Linked DNA regions of Sus scrofa: region 2 is linked to region 1. Evidence: chromatin contacts called from public Hi-C data. All regions are on one chromosome and are shown on one strand. Each heading gives the region's core, a stretch centred on a gene start, on an enhancer-like site or on the middle of the called end of the contact. The rest is flanking DNA. Distances are from core to core; before and after follow the strand shown. Region 1 overlaps LOC110255448 (a long non-coding RNA gene). Region 2 overlaps LOC102164776.

Region 1 (6,764 bases), core at 1,145-3,644:
CCGAGGTGCATCTACAACCTACACCACAGCTTGTGGCAACACCAAATCCTTAAGTGAGGCCAGGGATTGAACCCACATCCCACTGAGACAACATACGGTTCTTAATGCACTGAGCCACAGTGGGAACTCCAACGATGTTGATTTTAATTAATCAAAAAAGATTATATAATCGGGTTAAAAGTACCCAGCTTTGTCCTCAACCTAGTTGGCTTCTGCACTCTTATATAGCAAGAATGTGTATAAAATGCACTGGTGGCTCATACTAGGAAGGGTGTCTTCTATTTGTTCATCCAATAAATATTCTTTCAGCTCTACTGTGTGCTATGTATTTAAGGCTGTAATGGTGAAGAAGAAAAAACTGAGGTCTCTGTTTTCATGGCAGTACAGACTCATGGGTGAGATAGAGGTGGAATGTACAATTTTAAGCTGACAGAAGTTGAACAGCTCCATGAGAGCTGGTTTCAGATTCCTAAAAAGGAACCTGCTGAGTCTAAAGCTGCCATAGAGGACTCTCCAAGCTAGATGGGAGGCTAAATATGAGTAGGTAGAATTTATCACATGGAGAGTTGCGTTTTGCATTAGGAAGTCCCTGAGTGGGGGAGGGAAGCATTTTGAAGAGCTTAAAGGAAAATTCGTGCACAGAACCCTAACAGCAAGGGAGTAAGTAGAATAAGAAGAAGCACGAAAGACAGGGAGCCATGTCCAAGTACGTCCTGAAAATGATGAAAGCCCCTGGAGGGGTTCTGGGCAGTAGCCATGGGGTCAGACCCTGTGGTAGTGATCCACCATTGATGCAACAGTCCAGGTGACAAGACGGGCTGCTTATACTCAGGCAATGGCAATGGGGAGGCAGAGGAATGAATGTATTTGCCAATTAGGTGGTAAAATGGGTAGTTCTGGATGGAGGCTGGACATGGGGAAAGAGGGAGAAGGAGGTGTCCAGGATGCCAGCCAAGTGTCTTTCTTGAACACTAATATGGGTGGAAACATTCTTCCCTTGAGAAAACTATACAAAGGTGAAGATGCAAATTGAGTGGTGGATGGAAGAGATGATAGACATGCTAAATCTAAAGAACCTGGAGGACACTGATATGGAAAGTCCTGATTTCTGGCACCTCCCCTTGGCAGTTTGGGAGAGCTGGGCTGGAGCTGTACACCAGCAGCTATCACAACAGAACAAATCCTTAAAACCTTTGGGAGGACAAGATCACAAAACAGGGGCGTGAGGGGGTAGAGCTCAAGACAGAGCCCAGAAGAGAACCAACATGCAAAGCCCTGCCAAAGGATGAAGTTTCCACAGAGAACAATGAAGCAACCAAGAGATGGGAGAACAGACAAATGCTGCATACCACAAGAGCCCAGGAAGGGAAGAGAGAATTTCAAGGAGGATGCAACTGGGGACAGGATGCTTCCAACTCATGCAGAAAGCCAGTGGGAGGGTACTGATGTCTCACCTGATTGAGTACTTATTTTGCATTCTAGGCACCAATCATCTGATTTGAGCTACAACAGCCCCCCATGGGTAGGATTGGAAACAGCACTGCTCCAGCTCTCCTGCCAGAGACCGAACTAATGCAAGACACCAATGGCTCCCACTCCAGTGCTCCTTTTCCCTACTGCCTTTTCCCTGGCCTGCCTGTCTAGCCATTGATTTCTCCGAAGTGTCCCTCGGGCTAGGGGACCCAAATTCTCTGTACTGTAAAACGTGGTATACACCAAGATATTTGAGACTTTGGACCGCTGCCTTCCTGGCCCACCCTGAAGCCAGCAGATTTTCCAGCCAGAAGAGGAGGAGGCCAAGTAGCCTCCAGGAAAACAGTACCTATTCCTACGGACACAGAGCAGCGCCCCTCCCAGGCCCCCCTCCATTATTCTGTTATTATTCCACAGCTGATGGCAAAACTTCTGCAGAATGAGTTATCGCTGCATCCCTGAGGGGATGGACAAGTGGGAACATCTCTAGCAGGATCCCCTGCACTTCCTCCTCTCCCTTCCCATCCCATCCCTCAGGTTGGCATCCTTCTCTTTCCTTCCCGGGCCTTATATAGTCATGCGGTTTCACAAGTCCCAAGGCAGACTGTCTGCCAACACATCCAACCACTCTGCTGCCAAGGCGATGGCTGAGGCGAGTCTCAAACTCCGCATCGGAGCCAGACACCGAACATATCTATTTTCTGCTCCTCCAGTAAGGCACCCGAGGCAGCCTGGGGGCCCTGGGTCTCTTTCCAGTGCGTGCCTCAGGCACTCCACAGATGCTTGCAAAGAGGTCAGGATGCCAGGGGGCGTGGGCCTCGGTGGCCAGGATTGGACCGGGTGGGGGCAATTGCTGGCTGCCTACACTTGGACGCGAGCAGGTGCGAACCACCGCCCAGCTCCCTCTCCCCGCGGGTGCGCAGGCAGGGCTGCACAGCTCTTTGTGTCTGCGGCTTGGCTGGCTGTGTGCGCTAGACTGGGTGGGGTGGGGGAAACCGGAAGCAGCAAATCAGCGTCTGGGTCTTGAAAAATGCCTACAAGGGTGGACATTTTCATGAGAAACCCCTGCACATTTGGAGAGAGCAAGTCTGCCTGTGCAGCGCCCCTCCCCTCCCCTCCCAGGCCCCCTCCCTCCTCCACGTTCACTCCCTAACGCCTCGCCTCCCCCCTCCCCAGTCATCTGGATCTCGTTGTCCTTGCACTTTCCCAGCTGCCCGTCTGCATTTCCAGCCCTGCACGTGCACAGACACACCCGTGCCCCCAGCACCCACCCTGCGGCCCCCTAACCATGACCACCCCACGCCGTTCACAGATTCATAAAGCAACCCCTTCCCTGGCTCCAAACCCCTTAACAGAATAAGCCCTTTATTCCAAAGCAGAAATAGAAAAGTCCTTGGGTATAGTTAACAGGAGCAAGAGAAACCACGGGAAGGCTTTTTGTGGGGGAAAGTGGGTGGGAACTTCTGTAGTTTAGGGTATTTTAGTCACCCCCCTCCCAAAAAATATACTATATGAACAATCTACTTCTCCACTTTGAGGGCTTCCCTGAAAAAAGACTGAAAAGGAATCTTCAGAGAATGCTCCCAACAAAATGTTTTCCCCTCACTTCACCTAAAGGCCTCTTGCTACATTCAGGTTACTGTTCATTTTATAGTTTATGTTAATAAGACGAGCTGAAAAAAGAGGCAAAAATCTAGGACATTGTTGCTTTAAGAATCTAGACTAAAACACCTTAAATGAACTCTGCAGCAGACAGATGAAAAAAAAAAAAAAAAAAGGCCCTTCTCTGGCCCTTGCTGCTTTTGCCATTATTCATGATGTAATTTTTCAGGTGTTAGTTTGGCAGAGAAAGATTGGAATTGGGCTTGTTGCTAGGACATGAATGAAGGAGAGGAATCCCATTGGTTCTCTGGGACTTCTCAGGAGCCAATGGGAATGAAGGAGATGGAGGTGGAGGGGGCGGGGAGTAACAACAACAACAAAAAGACTCTGGCTGGACTTTTGTATTTGCTATGTTAAAGCGGGATACTGTAAATTTATTGGGGGGGGTAGTCTGTTTTTTTAAAGTGTGGGCGAGTAGTGTTGTCCGAGAGATTAATGCTGAATTAAGAGGCAGCTTTGTTCACACTGTCCTGGGTTTCACGAATAGCTCACTGTCACCAGAAGTCTAGAGCAGTATGCAAACGAGGCTGGGCACATTTCACCCCCTTACACTTTTGTGGGGAGGGGTGGGGTGCAACTAAGCTAGGGCTGGAGTCGCGGGAGGTGGAAGTGTAGGTGGAACAGGGCTGGATTCTTCCTCTGGTCTTGATCACCATTAGGTGAACCCCAAACACCCTTTGGCAATGGAAGTGAAACGTTTTTGTATTTAAACTAGGGGCTCATCGTGTTCCCTGCCCAAGGTTTTGGAGCCACCGCCCAACTCACTCCCTCTGCCTCTCAGTGGGTCACTAGTGAGATCTGGTCCAGCGAAAGCTCCAGTTCTGAAAACAACCTCCTGTTGCCACAGGAAAATGTCACTGGGTTTCCAGACCTGGGCTATAAAACATTCATCCACTTAAGCCTTTCGAGTCTCAGCCTTCTTCCACCAGCTAGCAAAGTATTAGTAGTCTTGTGTGCCAGTCATGCTCAGAAGCTTGATCCTTCCTTGCAAACTTGGGCAGGAAGAGAAGTTTGATCCCTGCTGGGCCCCATCTTTCCTTCCATAGATGGTGTAGACTTGACAAGCATCCACCTCCCTTGCCATTTTCCAGTCCAGGCTCTGGCTGTAATCCACACCTTTTCTTTAATAAAACGTGCAGGGTGTGTGTGTTGGGTGACTTGAAACACAGATGCAATAAACTGACTTCTTATTGGGTTATAGACCTGGCCAGTTTATTTACACCCTGGAGGGGGCTCTGCCTCTGCCAGATTCCTAACTTCAGAGATTCTGTGGTTGAAATCCAGCAACATAAAAGGATTTCTCCTTGTAATCGGAGCACTTCCTAAGACCACAGGCAGATTCAACCAATTAACATCTCTGATTGCAATAGAATATTTTAGGAGATTCGAAAGGACCAGGAGCATTTTCAACCATAAGCTTTTACTGGATCCATGGCAGGAATTGATCTGATTATCAATTTCTTTCTTGTGGATTTCTTTGACTTCCCAAGATTTGAGGAAAAAGGGTGTGAAGGATGAGCAGAAAATGGGAGGAGATAAAAGCAAAAAGGGGATGATTTTTAGAAGAGGTTTTTCTTTTCTTTTCAGCCACATAAATCTCAGGCTCTACTCACAACCACCCGTCAGCATTGATAGAGAACACAGCTCCAAGTACAGACCCTAATTGCACCCTTCAGGTGACAGGTAGCATGTGTGCTTCAGTTCAAAGCCAAAGTTGAGGTTGAGTAAATCTGATTTCAGACAGTCAGCATTTCAAAATAAAAGCATTCAACCTAAGCCCCAAACAGGAGGTCTCCTTGCAGCCTTTTACAGGGAATCCTGTGAGATGCACCTCAGTCAAGTTCTCTACTCAAACCTCACTTTGTTCTCAGTCCTAGTAAAACCTCAGATTGCTTACAAAGCTGCCTGGCTTGAACGAAGCAGGGGCTCCAGAAACTAGTGCCGTGGAGTGTAAAATGCATGGGAATGATGTTGCAAGTAGCCAGCCCACAATGAGGAGTGAGGGGCCAGGCAGCCTCCTATGGGGGAACAAAAGGGTCCCAGAAAAGAAGAAGGAAGGTTACATGATGTCTTCTGTCCTCCCAATGCCTTAACTAATTAGGGGCCCTTTTATATTTATTGGCAAAATAGGTAAAGATCCCAAGATCTGAGCTCTTTCATTGAAAAAGAGAGAGAAAAAAATATGGGGCCAGTTAATCAATATTAGAGCTTTATCATTTAAATGATACATATTGTATTCAAGGCCAGCCTCTAACTTCAAGTCTCTACATATCAAATTTAGATATTATTAACTCTATATAAAAGTATCATCAGCATTCCCTTCATGGCACTGTGGTTAACGAACCTGACTAGGATCCATGAGGATGTGGGTTCAATCCCTGGCCTTGCTCAGTAGGTCAGGGATCAGCATTGCTGTGAGCTGTGGTGTAGGTCACAGACACGGCTCGGATCCCAAGTGGCTGTGACTGGCAGCTGTAGCTCCAATTCAACCTCTAGCTTAGGAATCTTCATATGCCCCAGATGCAGCCCTAAAAAGAAAAAAGAAAAAAGAAAAAAAAGCACTGTCATTCCTTGTTGAAAAGAACTACCAAAGGCCCTGAAAGTTATGAGGTCTGCTTAGTGACACCCAGTCTGCCTGGGTCAGGAGCTGGGAACCCCCATTCTGAGCAGGAAAGGACCCTACACCCACAAACTTTAGAAATGAGCACATTTTCATTGCCACTGTGTCAACCATGAGCTAATTATGTTTTCCTGCAAGGGAAGCAAATTATATTGATTGTACAATAAGAGCTATTGTCATGCACAGTTTATTCATCATGACTCAGAAAGATGCAAAAATATTGACTTGCTCAAAATAGTATTTTACTTTTGCCTCCAGACAGCAGTTTTTAAGGCACAGAATGACCAGAGATAGTTGTGTTAACCAGTCACAGGGAAGAAATATGACAGATGGGAGTTATGGGGACAAACCCATGATTTGTGAATGACAGATCACTGCCAGGGAAAGGAAACATGTCTTAGACTTCACGAATTAACCTGGACTATTACATTTTTAAAAAAAATTCTTTAAAACTCTCAACATTACCTACAGTATCAAGAAAATAACGAAGCCCACTGACATCTCTGAAAAGAAGGTGATTAATTAAAGTAATTAGGCTACACTGAATTATTAAAATATGAAATCTTCTGTAGGGACGACTGAAAAAGGCAGAACATTCTTGCAGTTCAAAAATTAAAACCATATTCCAGTTCATTAGCTGAGATAGGAACTCGTATGTTTTAGCCTACAGTCTTATTCACATATGCGTAAGTGGCTAATATTGCACACCTTTGTAATGGTTCTTGTAAAAGTAAAAAAAAAGCAACAACCTGACTTCAATTATTTGATTGCTTGTAGGGCAGAGGAGATCTTTTGAAAGAATGACAACCAGCCTTTCAGGTTTACTTTGAAAAATGCCCCCAGGCTTTGAAATGCCAGGTGTGTTGGGGCCTGTGACTAGAGTCAGACTGGGGACAGTGAAGGGCAGAGAGGCACCTCTTGACACATTCCCCGGCTGTGTCTTCAAAGCAGTCAATGTCTCCTTCCTTCCTACTAAATCAAATTGGAACTCCTTGGCCTGACATTAAAA
Region 2 (6,764 bases), core at 3,157-5,656, 530 kb before region 1:
TTTCCCTGTGTGACTTGGGCTTGTCTGGTGACCCCTCTGAGTTTTGTTTCTCTCATATAATGGAAATAAAAGCTCCATCACCCACCGTCCAGATATCAACGGTCAAGTGCAGAAATGCATTTGAAGTCATTTGACAAACTGAAAAATGAAACGTGAGAGGAGGGGAGGTGTTGGTGTCACTGTTGGGGAGAGAGGCTGACGGGACATGGGCTGGTCAGCTCTCTGGGGTAGGAGAGAGGGTTTTGGCACTTCTCCAAGGAGTAGACGTTTGGTGCTAATTTATGCACATTAGTTAACTCTGCTTTGCTGGGGGCTCAGCTGGGACTCCCTGATGGATGTGCCATCCACGACAGAATCATGAAAGCCACATGGCTCAAAGCTGTGATCCTTCCAGGAATGGCGCTTGAGGAGACAGGCCCCTGAGAGGCACGGGCCTGGCTGACAATTTCAGAATCGTCTGCTCAGCGGAGCCCTGCTGAGCCCTGGGAAGTGGGATGAGTAGAGAAAACCCTTTTGTCCTAAAAACTCTTCATTTTCAAGCCTGCTCTCCAGGCACCTGGGTTTTACATGCCAGGCGTGTAGGGATACAGTCACCCAGTGGTGATGGGTGGTGCTGTGTGCTTCTCCCCAAGCTCTGAAACCATCTGGGCTGCCTGAGAGTGAGAAGGGAAAGGCAGCCTACTTTTCAAGAGGAGAAAAGCACTCTCAGCAGTCACACTGAGGCAGGTTTTCAGAGAAAAGAGAAAGACAGCCAGGTGCTCCATGAAATCATGTGTCTGGTTATAGCATAAATTGAGGATGGGCGGGAAAGAATCCCTGAATCTTAAGAATCATCGAGCCTCATCATGGACAAGACGCCGGTGAACCACAGATTCCCTTGCATTTTTCCCTGCGCAGGTCTCACTCTGCACACAGTAAGCTACTCCTAAAGAGGACTGGCGTTTACTCGTGCCGGTGGTGGTTCTGCCAGTGCTTGCATTTCCCAGTTGCTCCGGATCTATGATTGAACGGGATGGTTCATGGGCCCTTTCCCCTCCCCAGGGCTGAGCCTTCCATGTGTGACTTAGCTCAGTGTTCCCTAAGCCTTAATATTTGGGGAAGATTTTGCCTTGGCTAAAAGACAAACGCATTTCTCTTCTTCAGCACCTGTTTATCTTGACTAGGCTTGTAGCACCAACAATGGGCTAGAAAGGGACCAGAAGAGAAACAAGCTGGGATCTCATTCTCTACAGCAGACTTCCCAGGGGCGCTGTGGTGGGCTTGGGGGTCGGGGTGGGGACTGGGAGGGCTTAAAGGTGTTTACCTGAGATACAGATGGTTGGAGGTTTCTTATAGTGGTAAACTATGTAAAAGCAGTTTTGATAACTATTTAGAAATTTTTAATTCTATTTGAACATTCATTGTATAGCTTCATCTGTAAACTTCCTGACTTCTGTAATAACTGTTTAGGTATTTGAATCTCTATGAATACTGCCCCCCCACCCCAACAAGAATGACCTGAGAAGATATGTACGTACAGTTTAGTTCCCCCTGATATTCCTGTTAAAATGTCCTGGTACTAGTTTTATTATTTTTTAGTTATGATTTGTTTACTATCCATGATGTTCTTTGGTTTGACCTGCCCTATAAAATGTTGGATTTTTTTCGAATTTCATTTGCTCTTATAGTTTATATTTTTTCTAAAAATATAGGAGGCACATGTGATTTTAATCATTACATTTTTAAAGCAGACCTTCCATTAGATGTTTCTAAATGGAAAATGATTTATTTTGCTGGGAAAGTTTACACAAAGTCCATATTGAATATCATCCATAATATTTTCTAACTTTAAAAATAAGTAATAAAATTTAATTTTCTTACTAAGTCTCGAATAGACTCGCCCACATTCTTTCCACTGTATCCCAGTTATGCAATTGTTACAACTTCCTGTGTGTAATGACGTGAAAAAGGTAGGGCAACATTCCCATAAATTCTTGTTGCAGTTTTTCACCCTGGGAGATTGGGTGCAAGTGGAAAGAATGTTAATCTTGGTGTGGGGTGTGTTAGGGAAATCCAAGGTGTTGCTGTTTTCGCTTTTAAAGTTCCATTTGCTAAAATAGTGAAGTAACGAGCGCACGTGAAACTTAGAGATCTTTTGCAATGACAGACACTGTCTGATGGGAATGGATGTGTTTCTGCAGGTTCATACCTTGCCAGCTGCATCTCCCTTGCTTCTTCCAGGACAGAGTGGGTTGAAAGAGCCAGCAGGAACTGAAAAGGTAAATGTCACTATGTCCAGCCAGCCACACTTTGAAATTCAGTATGGACTTAACAAGATTCCAGTGTCATTGAATTCATCCAAGTCATGAAACCACATTTAAATGAAAAGCCAATGATAACCCTCCTATTTAAAAATAACTGAGCAAATGTTTTCATATTGGATGAAATATTTAAACGTCATCTCTGTTGAATAAATAGGCTCAATGCAGGAGGAAAAAACACAAAACATCTGAAACAGACCTTATATTACTCTTCTGGAGGTGTGTGCCAGGAGCACCCGTTACTTCTGGGGGACTAGGGGAGAGGTCAGGGCTGAGGAAGTGCACCTGCAGCTTTGGATGCTCCCCCCCCCCCCATTCCTCCCCTGCATGGGGACAGGGAGGAAGGAATAGGCATGAACTTAGGGGTCTCAGGAGTGAGGCTGCCACATTTAGCACATAAAAATACAACAACACAGGCAATGTTGGGGATACACATGTACTAAAAATTCTTTATCTGAAATTCAAATTCACATGGACATTCTCTTTTTATCTGGCAACCCTACTTAGGAGGAGCTGGGGAGAGAAGGATCTGGGAAGACATAAAGAAGCAGGAAAAAAAAAGTAGTCTATAACATAGCATGAATTTTATAGCAGCGGGTGGTGACAACAGCATCATTCTGTGTCCTGTGCTTGGAATGAGATTTGCACAGGATTTCTAAGGACACATGGGGGTAAGAGGCTGGTCGGGGGGTGGGGGCTTCAGATGTGATGAGTATTCTTGAAAAAGACAGAAGATGGCCCACAAAATGAAGAAGACTGGAGTTGAGGAAGGACATTCCAGGCTAAACAGAGCAAGTCCTAAGGCACAGAGGGTGAAACAACGCTATCTGCCTCCTCCTTCTGGAGTATATATACTCTGAGACTTTCTGCTGTTGAGACATCTGTGGTGTGAACCCTATTCCATTGCAGGCAGTAGATTGTAGGACAGACCCCAGACTCATTTACTAGTTGAGCAGACCCTGCTTTTTGCAGAAGGTGGAGAACAAATATGTCAAATGTTTTGCTTTTCAAGCAGTGCACAATTTTGCATATATGTATATGCACGTAAGTAAACACAGAGAATTGATTTATAAAACATCAGCCCTTAAGCATCTCGGATTGCTTCCCCACAAGAGAAGTAACGAAAGTAAACCAAATGGAAAAATAAGTAAAATTCCTTGCATTCCCTAAGTCTTATCCCTGAGCCAGCCCACACTGCTTCAGTAGAGGAGGTAAACTCTCTATGGCGAGTCTCAGCAGTTCACTGCTTTTGAATGTTATCTCTCAGAGGAGAGAGATTGTCCTATAGCCTCTGTGTGACACTTTTATCCCCTGCTTAGAATTTCCTGATTAAAGTTCTTCAAGTTATGCCACTGCATAAAATAAATAAGTAGAACCATGCTTTCTGCCCTTTGCGGCAGAGAAACTGAGGAGCCTGGGGTGTATGTGGGAGGGTATGTGTTTTGGAGGCAAGCTTACCCCGAGATAAGAACATCAAGAAGGTGGCTTCATCTGGCAGCTTTCAGTGGAGATAAATTTCTTTTTTGTGTGTCTTGTTTAAAAATGTTGCTTTCCAGAGCTCCACTGACAAGATTAAGTGGGGTTTTGTTCTTGTTTTGTTTTGGTGGTGGTGGCGGTGGTGGTGGTGGAGGTGGAGGTTTATTTGGGGACTTACACTTTACCCGTCAGCCGTCCATAGGTCAGAGTCTTTGAGCTCTAGGAGTGTTTATCTTGCCCTTTAAGTGAATACTAGATGTTGTTTTTCTTTTTCTTTGCATCATGCTTCCTGCAAGTACTGACCATTCAAGGATTTTACTCAGACCTATGAGGACCTATCTTGGTTTTTCTTTAGCAGAGACATGTCCATATCTGGCTGTGTGTGTCACCTGGGCAATATGCCATGTTGGGCACCATGTGGAGAGACCAGTCGGTCCCCTTTGCCTTTCTTGGCCCTAGTGCCTCTCTCTGAGGCGGAATCAATCCTTCATTTTCCTTGGGCCCCACAGAGGGTTGGCTTCTGCTCTCCTGCGCCACCTGCTGTAACCAGCTCCAAATGCACCCTTCCCAGGCTCCAGCCCCAGGCTCCCAGGAGGAGCCAGAGCCAAAACCTCAGACGAAGCAGATGTCATTTAGGCTGCCAGATTTCTGCCCCGGTCTTATCTGCGCTGCCTCCACTGGCTCACCCGATCAGAATCCCAAGTGTCCCCAGATGACATTGCCTCAAGTCACGCAGACCCTGAGCTCCTTGGCCAGAGAGGGGAGGCTGCCAGTTTGGGGGCTGGTGACCAGGGGCTCCTGCCAGCTTTCTGCATATGTGGTCAGTGGAGGCCAGCCTCTGCCCAGCAACAAAAACGCAGATGGACTTCTGTCACAATGTCAACATACCCAGGGCACTGATCCTTCCATGGGCTCTCCCACGTGTTCCCAACATGTTCCCTGATTGGGCCACTAGTTTTCTCCCAAGCTACTCAGGAAGTGTAAAATGTGTTGTGCTTTTTAGCACTCTGGACTTTTTTACATTCTCCCCAAATGGAGTGATTCTTCTGATGGAGGCACCGCAAATAAAGGAAAATGCTGCTTTTTCTTAGTTAGATGAAGTACCCCTGTTTATTCCCTATTCTAGGTTAGAGATCTCTGGATGGCCTGGGATTTTGGCATCTGTTTATTCTCTGTCAGCACAGTCTGGCACGGAGTAGGTGCTGCACGGCAGCTTATTGAATGCATACATTCTCTCTGGCCAAAATCCTTCTTGAAAGTCCTTTTCTAGTCATCTGTTAAAAATTAAAATGGTCAGATTTGGGGTTCTGATAGTTCATACCTGATTTAAGCCTGAAAAAATGAAGGCTGACTTGGTAGAAAGAAATGAGTGATAGCAGTGATTTTTTTTTTTTTTAAGGCTGTACTTGTGATATATGAGTGTTCCCAGGCCTAGGGGTCGAATCAGAGGTACAGCCGCCAACCTACGCCACAGCAACACAGGATCCGAGGGACCTACACCACAGCTTACTGTAATGCCAGATCCCCAACCCACTGAGTGAGGCCAGGGATCAAACCCGTATCCTCATGGATACTAGTCGGATTCGTTTCTGCTGTGCCACAGTAGGAACTCCCATCAGTGATTTCTGAGGGTGCTCTGATAAGAATGAAGACAGTTACCAGTTGTTATTGCATGAGGTTGAAAGAAATAATGTCTGCATGTGGGATCAGATACGAGTTAGAACTTCCTGAGTGCAAAGGTTACAGGAGACTCTTATAAATGACACATGGGGGTTTATGCCAGCAACTTCTCCAATGATAGGTACACATCCATTTAGTTCAGCAAATCTTTACTCTCCTCCTCCATTGCACCAACCCCGCACTAGAAGCTGGAGTTTAAAAGACTGATAAAGTACGTGCCTGACCACAAAGAAGACTTGAGACAAATGACATTGAACAAACTTCAATGTCATGTCCCAAGCGCTAAGAGAGAGACGTGCCTGGGGCATTGTGGGAACATGATGAAGAGGCACAGACTCCAGCTGTGTAGTCAGAGAGGGCTTCCTGGAGGAGATGGTACATGGACTGAGGTGAGAAATGTCTCAGTGAATAAAATGGAGTCACTGCAGGTCAGGAAAAGTGAACAGCTAGACTAATTGATGTAGAAACCCTTTCAGACCATAGAAATTTCATTCAGCCCTTTTGAGTTGAGTCATCTGAAAAATATTGTCCTGCAGGACGTGTGTTACAATCTTGGTGGCAAAAAGGGGCTCCATTTTCTCATTTTCTGTTCCATGTTTGATCTGACACGTCATCGGGATAGCATTTCATCATTTGAGGAGGAAAAAGGTAAAGGAGGGGACTTATTTTCTTCTGCATCCAAGGGTCATGGGCCCGTGAGCAGCCTGCTCCAAAATTCAGCACACTGCAGAGCGAGCATGGCCTCGATGCATCAAACTTGACATATTTGGGGGCTGTCCGTGGGGACTCTAGACCGGGCATTCTCTGTACCATCCAGGAGGCCCCAGCGAGGAAGGCTGGGGCCGGCCTGCCTGCCTGCCTGCTCAGGGAGAATGAACTGCTACCTGGAAACGCTCACAACAGCTGCTCTTTGAATTCCGGCAGATTGTTTTACCAGGCTCCATTGTACAGGTGGGAAAGCCAAGGCTGAAGAACACGGAGCAGCTTCCTAGGTCCTGAGGAATAAAGGGTGGTAACCGTGGGTTAATTTGACTTCTTTTCAGTGCCACAGCAAGTACATACCCAGGGTGGGAACCTCTCAGAGGCGGTTTTCCCAGAAGTGCTTTTGAAATGGCAAGCCAGTTAGCAATGATCTGTTTCCACTGGATACCCTGCTTCTGGGGCTGGCATCAGGGGGGGTGGGGGTGGGGGGTGCCCAGCCTCCTCCGGGGAGGTCACGCAGGTCCAGCCGTGGCAGCTGGTGCCGCCGGGCCCTGGACCACCAGAGAAAGGAATCTGCGGAAGGACAAAGGGTGCTGCATGGACGGC

The links. Hi-C and Micro-C count contacts between places; a contact is called where the count stands out from the background.
Region 2: a contact with region 1 is called in a Hi-C map of skeletal muscle, with 3 times the contacts expected there. The contact joins two enhancer-like sites. A contact is called at or near these places in 2 of 47 Hi-C or Micro-C datasets (adipose tissue and skeletal muscle).

Annotation. Positions count from the first base shown.
Region 1 is chr9:48,682,156-48,688,919 of Sscrofa11.1, reverse strand. The region is part of intron 1 of LOC110255448 (a long non-coding RNA gene); the gene reads right to left. Among named protein-coding and RNA genes, the nearest start is that of SORL1, 250 kb to the right of the region's middle. Within about 2 kb of position 2,394, at least 41 of the 83 cell types and tissues checked have an H3K27ac peak or open chromatin away from gene starts, as enhancers often do. A contact at or near this core is called in adipose tissue and skeletal muscle, where this site is marked.
Region 2 is chr9:49,216,718-49,223,481 of Sscrofa11.1, reverse strand. It overlaps LOC102164776, which reads left to right. Exons shown (of 5, transcript XM_021063017.1): 3 at 2,181-2,258. Among named protein-coding and RNA genes, the nearest start is that of MIR100, 62 kb to the right of the region's middle. Within about 2 kb of position 4,406, at least 28 of the 83 cell types and tissues checked have an H3K27ac peak or open chromatin away from gene starts, as enhancers often do. A contact at or near this core is called in adipose tissue and skeletal muscle, where this site is marked.